2 separate regions of the Mus musculus genome follow, and region 2 is linked to region 1. The links are chromatin contacts, called in public HiChIP or PLAC-seq maps. All regions are on one chromosome and are shown on one strand. The core of a region is the stretch at or near the end of the contact, and the rest is flanking DNA. Distances in the headings are between cores, read along the strand shown. Region 1 overlaps Pam (peptidylglycine alpha-amidating monooxygenase). Region 2 holds the start of Pam (peptidylglycine alpha-amidating monooxygenase).

Region 1 (4,245 bases), core at 1,084-3,583:
TGTGTGTGGATACTTCCTGAGGGCCTGAGATCGGGAGACTTTGACTTAATCCTGTGTTATTTCCAGTGTGGAACTGATACACTAGCTCTATTGGAGTGTGAGAAATAGGTGGCAGGGCCTTGGAAGACACAGGGCTGTGCTTTCATGTGGCCCATGTCCTTCTATCCCCCTTTTCTGCTTCTTGGTCATAAGCTCCCTTGTACCACATGACACTGCTGCTGTGACTTTCTTTGTAAACAATCAAGGATTGAACCCTCTGAAATCGTGAGCAGAATATGGTTTTTCCTGATGAACAGTTTTGTCACATCTGCCAAGACACCAAATGGTTGAATCTATGTGCACTATGCTAATTGGGTTCTTATCTCAGAATACTAAAAGTCACTCAAAGATTAATTAATTCAAAGCTCAAAAGTTACTGAATACAGCATTGGCCAAATTGAGACGTAAAATGTACATTATATTTGATTGAAGTTCATAGTCTTAATTTTACTTTTCTTCTAACAATTTGTTTCCTTTTCTTGTTAGGACGTGAATTTATGCTGTTATTGACATAATTTATTAATCAAGTTTTCATGTCCTTATTAACTCTTTACCTAATAAAACTATTTGCTGCAGCTTTAGATACCACAAATCTATCATCCCCAAATCCTTTACTAATTACAACTATCTCCTGTTGCTTAGACTCCAAAATACTTAAAAAGCATTTCTGGATATTGGATATTTTTGGCCAAGTAAACGTTCACTGAACTTCAGATAAAGAATGTTTTGATTTATAGCTTGAAACCAGGGACTATGCTAGCATAGTTTTAATGATGTGCACATTGAAATGAAAGAATTCGAACATTCTTGCAAAAATACAGCGCCAGCATCCAGCTCAGGCCACAATATCTGCAGCAATTTCCTCTGCCAGATACTATCGGGTACCCTGCTGAGACACAATGATCCCCTGGCTATCAGACATCCTGGGGCCCTTTCTCATTTGTGAAGTAAGTTAACATTAAAATGGATCTTGGCCATCTAACTTGCTCCCAACCCTTTTCTCTATCTCTTGCCTGGGATTCAGAGAGCGCGGCTGAGGGACTTCTGTTGTGAAACCTCACCCTTCTCTAGGGAGCCATAAGAACAGATCCCACTTCTGCCTCAAGAGCTCTGCTTCTTCTTCTGAGACCACACCATTCTGTCTATCTCTGGTGCTTCATCCTGAACTCTCATAGCATCTCTGTCACACAATTCCTCTCCTCTGTCTATCTGTGACGTTAATAACTTTTCTAACAGATGCCTTACTTCTCAATAATCCAGCTCAATGTCCCCTTGAAACAGCTCTATAGACCTAACAGGAAGTAAGCTATTCCAGTGTTCCCTTGACTCTCCTTCCCCACCCCCAACTCTAAAACCTAACAATTTTACACTAACTGGCTAGGTTCTGATGGAGCAAATGTGTTCTTTATGTTCTGAGTTAAATAAAAATACAGCAACTCAGTATCTGGAGGAAAGCTGAGCCCTAAGTGTCAGGGAAGGATGCTGTTGTCCCTTGAAGCTCAGTGCTACAGAGAGCCACATGGGGTGATAGCTCGTGGCAACAAGCCAACCTCTGCTTTGTCAAAGCTGTCTCTTCCTTCTGTAACCAAGCTGGAATTAACACTGGCTTTTAATGTAACAGACATTACTTCACACATCAAAAATTTCCTGTGGAGTGTCTCTGGAAACAAGGCAATGACTGCCAGGAAAATGAAAAAAGAAAAAACCAAACCAAAACAAAAAAAAAAAAAACAAACCAAAAAACAAAACCCCTCTCTCTCCACATTTCAAACCTTATTGAATCCCTGAATTGGATACCAAATAAGGACCCCATCCCTTCCTCCTCCTCCTCCTCTCATCGCTCTTCATTTCTCGTCCTTTGTAGTACAAGGAATAGAAAGCTGAAGATGCCAGACACGTGCTGAACCCCAAACCCAAACCCCTTATATCCCTGTTTCCTATTCAAAAGCAAATGTTTTTGTTTCCCATTTTAAACAATAAAACAGATGGAAATTACAGTCAGAAGTACTATAAAAATGAACAAATGAAAAACAAACCCAGCCTGCTTTCAGTGAGGGTGAACTTCCACACGGTGTTTGTGTGTGCGTCGCCAATGTACACAGTCCCATCTTCAGAAGCCACAATATCATGAGGCATGTCAAAGTGCTGCCAAATGCAAAGGCATTTGTTATTGGGATGAGGCTGTACTTACATCTATTACAGAATGACAGAAAAATTAGACATAGCATGTGACTCAAACGAAAGTGACCTTAATTCCCACCAAAGCAACTCCAGCCAACGGCAGCTGTTCATTGCATCCTGACTCTGTGGGGCACAGTTCTAGACACTGAGCAAAGCAATGGGGACCTATAACCACTGACTTGAGATTCTTTTAAAAACTGGAAATTCATAAGTTGTTTTTTTTTTCAGGGCAGTTGGATTTGGTACTTTGTGACTTATTTGTGTTTACTTTTTCTTTCATATTTCTCCTGTTTTAAAAAACTGACTATTGAATGTCTCCTCAGACATATTCATACAGGGATCCTACACATTCAGGCTCCTCTTGCCCCAAAGCTCTGCTCATGTTCCTCCCACCCCCTTTAACCCTCTCTCCTACCCTAAAGTCCCCTTTCCATATTTACCATATTTATCTGCTTTAGTTTTGAGACCCAATCAGTTTACCCAGGGCTACCCATGTAGAGTTTGAACTCTCCACTGGAGCGTGGCTGACTCACGAGTGCTTATGTAATTGACAGTAGTAATGCCTGGTTTCCCACAATTCATCAGTAGCCACTAGGTCAGCAGTTAGGAACCAACAGTGGAGATGAAGGAGATGAAGCTTCTCCATCTATGGTTAGCTGTAAACAGGTCCATTCTGCTCTGCTTTTTTTTTCTTCCCCAAGACAGGGTTTTTCTGTGTAGTCCTGGCTGTCCTGGAACTCACTCTGTAGACCAGGCTGGCCTCGAACTCGGAAACCCGCCTGTCTCTGCCTCCCAAGTGCTGGGATTAAAGGCATGTGCCACCACTGCCTGGCTCTATTCTGCTTTTTAAGAGTAAGTTTTTATTATATTAGAATTGCTGTTATATGTCTATGTCTGGGTGTAGGTATATGCATGTGAGCACAGTGTCCAAGGAGGCCAAGAAAGGGCACTGTGTCCTTGGAGGGGGGGGTTACAGTGGTTGTGAGCCATCAATGTGGATGCTGAGAAATGAACATAGGACCTCTGCAGAAGCAGACACTGCTCTTAAGTACTGAGGTCGGGCTGGTTCTCCAGTAGCGTCTATGTAGACAAGTACAGTTGCATTGGGCTCATGACTGGAATAGCCATTTCATGCCCAGCAGATGCATTCCCTAGCCCTTCTCCCTATCCTCTAGCTCTTTCTACTTCCTCTTCAGCAGTATTCCCTAAGCCTTATAGGTGGGGCCATAAATATTATTGCTGATCATCTAACCCTCATTTTTCTGGGCACCTTGAGCAGTCCCATGCCTCTTCCTTCAGTACTGTTCACTGAAAAGAAAGACTATAGAACGGAAGACCCAGACTTAAGTTTACACCATCACTGCCACCTCATTTTTTAAACAAAGATGCCCAAAATACACACATGAGAAAAGAGTATTTTCAGCAAGTGGTGTTGTTACCTGTGTGTTCACATAGAAGAACGAAACCATCTTTATCAGTCTTATTGCCTTAGTACCCTTATGCTAACATTAAGTGGGAACAAGCATTCAGATGTAAACATTTCTAAAGACTGCTGTAGTAGAAAAGAAAGAGTCACATGATGTGAGGGAAGAAGCAACAGAATATGACCACAGAAAAGGCAGTGTAAAACTTTACCTTTGACCTTCGACTTGAATCATAACAACATCATTTCTTTTACCCAGATTTTGAATCTTTATAATGAGGAACTTAGTAAGTAGAAATTCTGAGAGATCTATAAGCCTGTTTCATTTTACAGAATCAATCTAGAATACATCTCCTGTGTTTGTGGGGTGATATTATAAATTGTTTTCTGAAAGTAAGAACAAATTTTTGCCTCAGCATGGACTTTCTTCAGGTTCCATGTCCTGACGCGCACACTGTGCCTTACTCCTCATGAATATGGTGACTGTTGATGTTTGGGAACAACGCGCTGTGAAATTCTAATTCAGACCTACTCATATTACGAGTGGAAGTCTTTCGCTTATTGCTCAGTTTTGATGTGTAGATATACAATTCAATTAAAAG
Region 2 (4,245 bases), core at 1,015-3,514, 260 kb after region 1:
GTGTGAGACCTTAAGCTGACATGGAGGAAGTAGTGAGCTAGCTACCACAATATGTTCTCTGATTTCCTATGTGTGCCTGTGCCTCCCCCTATAAATAAATTAATATAATAAAGTTATTTTAAGTTATGTTCATAAAAACAAAATTTTCCACTCTCTAGTTATTTTTCTAGGCATTATAATTTCCTTCCCAAGAGGAGGAGAAAAACATCAACGTGGTTACCCAGTTAATTGAAGTTTTGGATAAAATTATGGTAGCTTTTCAGTATTTGATTACCACATAATACAGTGTTTAAGTGAGGGTTCTCAACCTGTGGGTCGAGACCCCTTGAGGGTAAGCTCATTGGGAAAATATTGATATTCACATTATAATTCAAAACATTAGCAAAATCACAGTTATGAACTTATAAAGAAAAAATAATTCTATGGTTGGGGTCACCACAATGTGAGAAACTATATTAAAGGGTCCCGGCATTAGGACCACTGTCTTACTGGCTGCTTTTGCTCTAAAATAGTTATTTCCAAATGTGCGTCTATTTGATGAAACCTGGGCATTTGAGACATTAGTTTTAGAAAGTACATTCTTAGTGAACCTGGTATTTACTCCATTCTGTGAGGCAGCCTCACAAAATTATGACCTACAAGGGCTTATATACAGCTTTCTTGACACTTTCTACAAGCCACGTATTGCTGTTAGAATATGTTTGATGTCCATATAAAGATATAGGTGTCACTAAATTAGTTTAGAAAGCCCTTAAGGGCAAGAAATATATTCCATGTCTTGCTCTATAAAGCACCCAGCAGACTTGCATTGCATAATACAGGGACTCATGAAAATGTCTATTAAATTTAGGCTATAAGAATGACAGGCCTTAGCCATTTAATACAGAGTATAAAGCTGATTTTCTTGGCGGTTTTCCTTATAAGGTAGTTAGAAGACATTAAACGATGTCTCTTGTGTCTGTGATTATCAACTAAGTTTCTGAATTCACTTTACAAAGAAGAAGGTCCCCCCCCCCCCAAATTAATTTTACTTGTAGGATGGAAACAAGACTGTAGAGACAACAAAACATCTGAAGCAAAAGTTCTTGTCTCTAAGACTGGGGCCAGTAGGATCTTCATGGTAGTTGAATTTCTATAACCATGGGAACAGAGATCCATAGCTTAGACATAGGGTTTGCTGGATAAAGGACAGTTTCAGCTCTGTTAACCAGTTCCAGAAAATGCGGTGCTGTCCCTCTCAGACTTAAAGAGCTCCAGGCCAAATTCATCTTTAAGTCACCAAATCTCAGCTTTAGGACCAAACTCAGGTCAGGGACCCACTAGCACAGAGCTTCAGCCTAAGACTTTGGCTCAAAACCACCACACAGCCCTCTAAAATCGTCCCAGCAAGCTCTAAGCAGCCAACAGAACAACGCGTATTTGTCCAGGTCAACAAAGATTCTGATGGAAGAGAGTACCAAGGCCACACAGATGAGGTGACCCAACCAGATTTAGTGAATATAGGAAGTAGTGGGTACTGTCCATCCTGCCTGACAGAGCAATCACCCTTCCCTGGAGGATTACACACACTCTAAAGCTGGCAGAAAACCGCGGGGAGACAGCAGAGCTGGGCTGGCGATGAGGATGGGGAATTTCCATGCTTCCAGGCACTTGCCAGCACTTCAAGCGCCTCAGTCGGTATTCCACGTCCGTAGCTGTCAATCTGCGCGGCCCCTACTAACGCTCAAACTAGTCCTAAGGATCCACTCGGGGTCCCGCGGGGCTTCGCAACCGCCACTTAGAGTTGTCCAAAAGGGGGGCACAAAAAACCCAAGGCGAATGAACAAACGCGCCCAGAAAGGCGAGGGCGCAGTTAAAGTGCCACAGTGGGCACAGCACCGGTGAAGAACGCGGTGGTGCTGACAACCCCAGCACTTGGGAATGCCAGGAAGGCTCGGACGCCGGATGCCAGGACCCCGGCCGCGCCGGAGGAAACCCACCGGGTCCCTGCGCCAGGAAGCCAAGGGACCAGCAGCCCGCTCCCCGCCCCGCCTCTGCCCAACTTCCGCGCCCCGCCCCGCGCCCGACCCTCTCCCCGCCGCGCCCGGCGCCGGCCACACTAACCTGCGCGGCCGCAGGCTCTTCCCGGGACGGAAGCGGGAGCCCGCGGGCGGCGGGCGGAGTTAGTTGGAGGCTCCGGGTCCCAGGGCGGGGACAGGCTGAGCACGCGGCCGCGGCCGCTGCTGGCCTCCTTCCTTCCCGGGCCGCGCGCTGGGCTCCGGGACCGCCCGCTCCCTCCCCCGGGGCGGCTCCCGCCTCGGCTCCGCCTCCAGCCCTCAGAGCCCGGCTTTGGCTTCCCCGCTCCCGGGGAGCGCGCGGCGGGTGCTTGGAGTCCCGGGCGGGTCGGAGGGTGGCCACTGTCCCAAGGTCTCTGGGGAGCGTGGAGAAGGCCAGGGCCCGATAGTCTCTGGGACGCGGCGGAGTCCCGGGTCCTTTCTGGCCAGCCCCGCGCGGTGACCGCGCCAGCTGCGTGGAAAGAGGTAGAGGACGAGATCTGAGTTGGATAGGGGGCTGCTTCCCGAGGGGGTGAGGGACCTCCTTCCTCCTCAGCGCCCTTTGGGCTGGGGCTCTGCCAGGTGGTCTGCACCCGGAGAGAAGATGCTGGTTTCGAACCCTTAGCTGAGGTGTAATTCCATTCGAAGTCACCTCCTGCAGCCAGGTCCCTGAATTCGAACCACACACAGGTTGCATGCGGTTTCCTGGCCAGAACCCCAAGACCAGAGGTTTGCCTTTCCTGACTTCCCACCTCCACCTGCTGTCCCTTTCTGCTTCTGAGGAGCACTCAGCTTTGGCACACAAGACAACCAGACCAGTCCCATCCCGGCATCGCCCTAAAGCAAGAGAAATAGGACAGGATGAGTAAAAGCCAGAAGTGTTGTGTGGTAGAGGTTTGGTCACTGCGCGTTACTATCTGCACACCCCCCCCCCCACGCACACACACACACAATTGAAGAGCTTTTAATAGAAACAGGTATTTAAATCTCCCCTTGTGTAGTGACTTTTGGAGTATTCATGGTGCCCTTGCTGTGCAAAGTCCTCTGCTTCTTTCTCCAGAGTTCCACCATATCTTTTATTTAATCTTATTGTCGCAGCAGATCCCTGTGCTACTGTGGCTCTGCAACCAAGTGCTGGTCTTTTCAAGGAGCTCCTCTCTGCCTCCATCTATGAAGTTCTGTTTGGCAGGATTGGGGGATATTGGAAGAAGGTCACTGAAGATGTGGAAGAAGTCCCTGGAATGAGATGAAGAAAATGCAGTGGAAAGGGGGAGCTAGGGTGAAGGAGGCTATGCTCTCAAGCCACAGGGGAATTCCCAGAAAGAAAATCCATTTCTCCATAGGGAAACTACTTCAGTGACTATCACAGCTTATCAGGCAGCAGTGGTGAGCCAGAGATAAATCAGGTTGACCAGGCCAGTCTGAGCTTTTATTTCTCAACCCAAATTCCAGGGAAAGCCTTTGACCCTAGGTTCTCAGGTAGAGATAAGAAATTCTTTGTAGAAACTAAATGTCATAAAAAGACGTCAGAAACAGATTCAGTTTACTGATGAGGGCGACACACACTAGGGCTGATCTTTGGCATTGCTCCTAAGTCATTTCTTTACCCTGGTCTAAATGAAACAAGCTCTTAAAACCCTTTTTGAAGCAAGGTGTCATTGAGATAGCCACTCTTCTGTGCTCTCTGTATGCACATTCATAGATATATGTGCCTTCTCCAATACAAACAAATAAACAAATGGTTAATTTTTTGTGAGAGAAGAAAACTTGATTTAGTGTTCTCAGGCTGTAGTGGACTTTTTTTTTTTTTTAATACAATACCTTCTGATCCCAAGAAAATTTCTTGTTCACAGGTGTGTGTGTGTGTGTGTGTGTGTGTGTGTGTGTGTGTGTGTGTGTGTGTGAAAGAGAGAGAGAGAGAGAGAGAGAGAGAGAGAGAGAGAGAGAGAGAGATCGTTAAAATGTCTAACTATACTCTTGTCTCATACCCTCAAGCTCCTGGTGGACAGTTTAGGGTTTCAGAATGCAAACTCAGTTCTGGTGTCCTAGTTTGGTTTGGGTGTTCTGTTGCCGTGATAAAACACACACAATAGTCAACTTGGGAGGAAAGGGTTTGTTCAGCATACACTTTCAGGAAACTGTCCATCTCTGAGGGACTAGGCAGAAGCTCAGCCAAGAACCTAGAGGCAGGAACAGAAGCAAAGACCATCAC

The links. HiChIP or PLAC-seq counts read pairs in DNA pulled down with a chosen protein or histone mark.
Region 2: an H3K4me3 HiChIP or PLAC-seq map of embryonic forebrain shows a contact between it and region 1, with 4 times the contacts expected there. The contact joins the promoter of Pam here to the enhancer-like site in region 1. A contact is called at or near these places in 1 of 39 promoter capture datasets (hippocampal neurons), 1 of 484 Hi-C or Micro-C datasets (stem cell-derived neural progenitor cells), 9 of 115 datasets of contacts at active chromatin or transcription factors (astrocytes, bone marrow-derived macrophages, embryonic forebrain and 6 more) and 3 of 9 other capture datasets (adipose tissue, embryonic stem cells and liver).

Annotation. Positions count from the first base shown.
Region 1 is chr1:97,832,333-97,836,577 of GRCm38.p6, forward strand. Pam (peptidylglycine alpha-amidating monooxygenase) reads right to left here. Exons shown (of 26, transcript NM_001357127.1): 22 at 2,076-2,184. Among named protein-coding and RNA genes, the nearest start is that of Gin1, 64 kb to the left of the region's middle. Within about 2 kb of position 2,334, at least 45 of the 459 cell types and tissues checked have an H3K27ac peak or open chromatin away from gene starts, as enhancers often do. A contact at or near this core is called in adipose tissue, embryonic forebrain and fibro-adipogenic progenitors, where this site is marked.
Region 2 is chr1:98,093,382-98,097,626 of GRCm38.p6, forward strand. Pam (peptidylglycine alpha-amidating monooxygenase) reads right to left here and starts at 2,265. Exons shown (of 26, transcript NM_001357127.1): 1 at 2,104-2,265.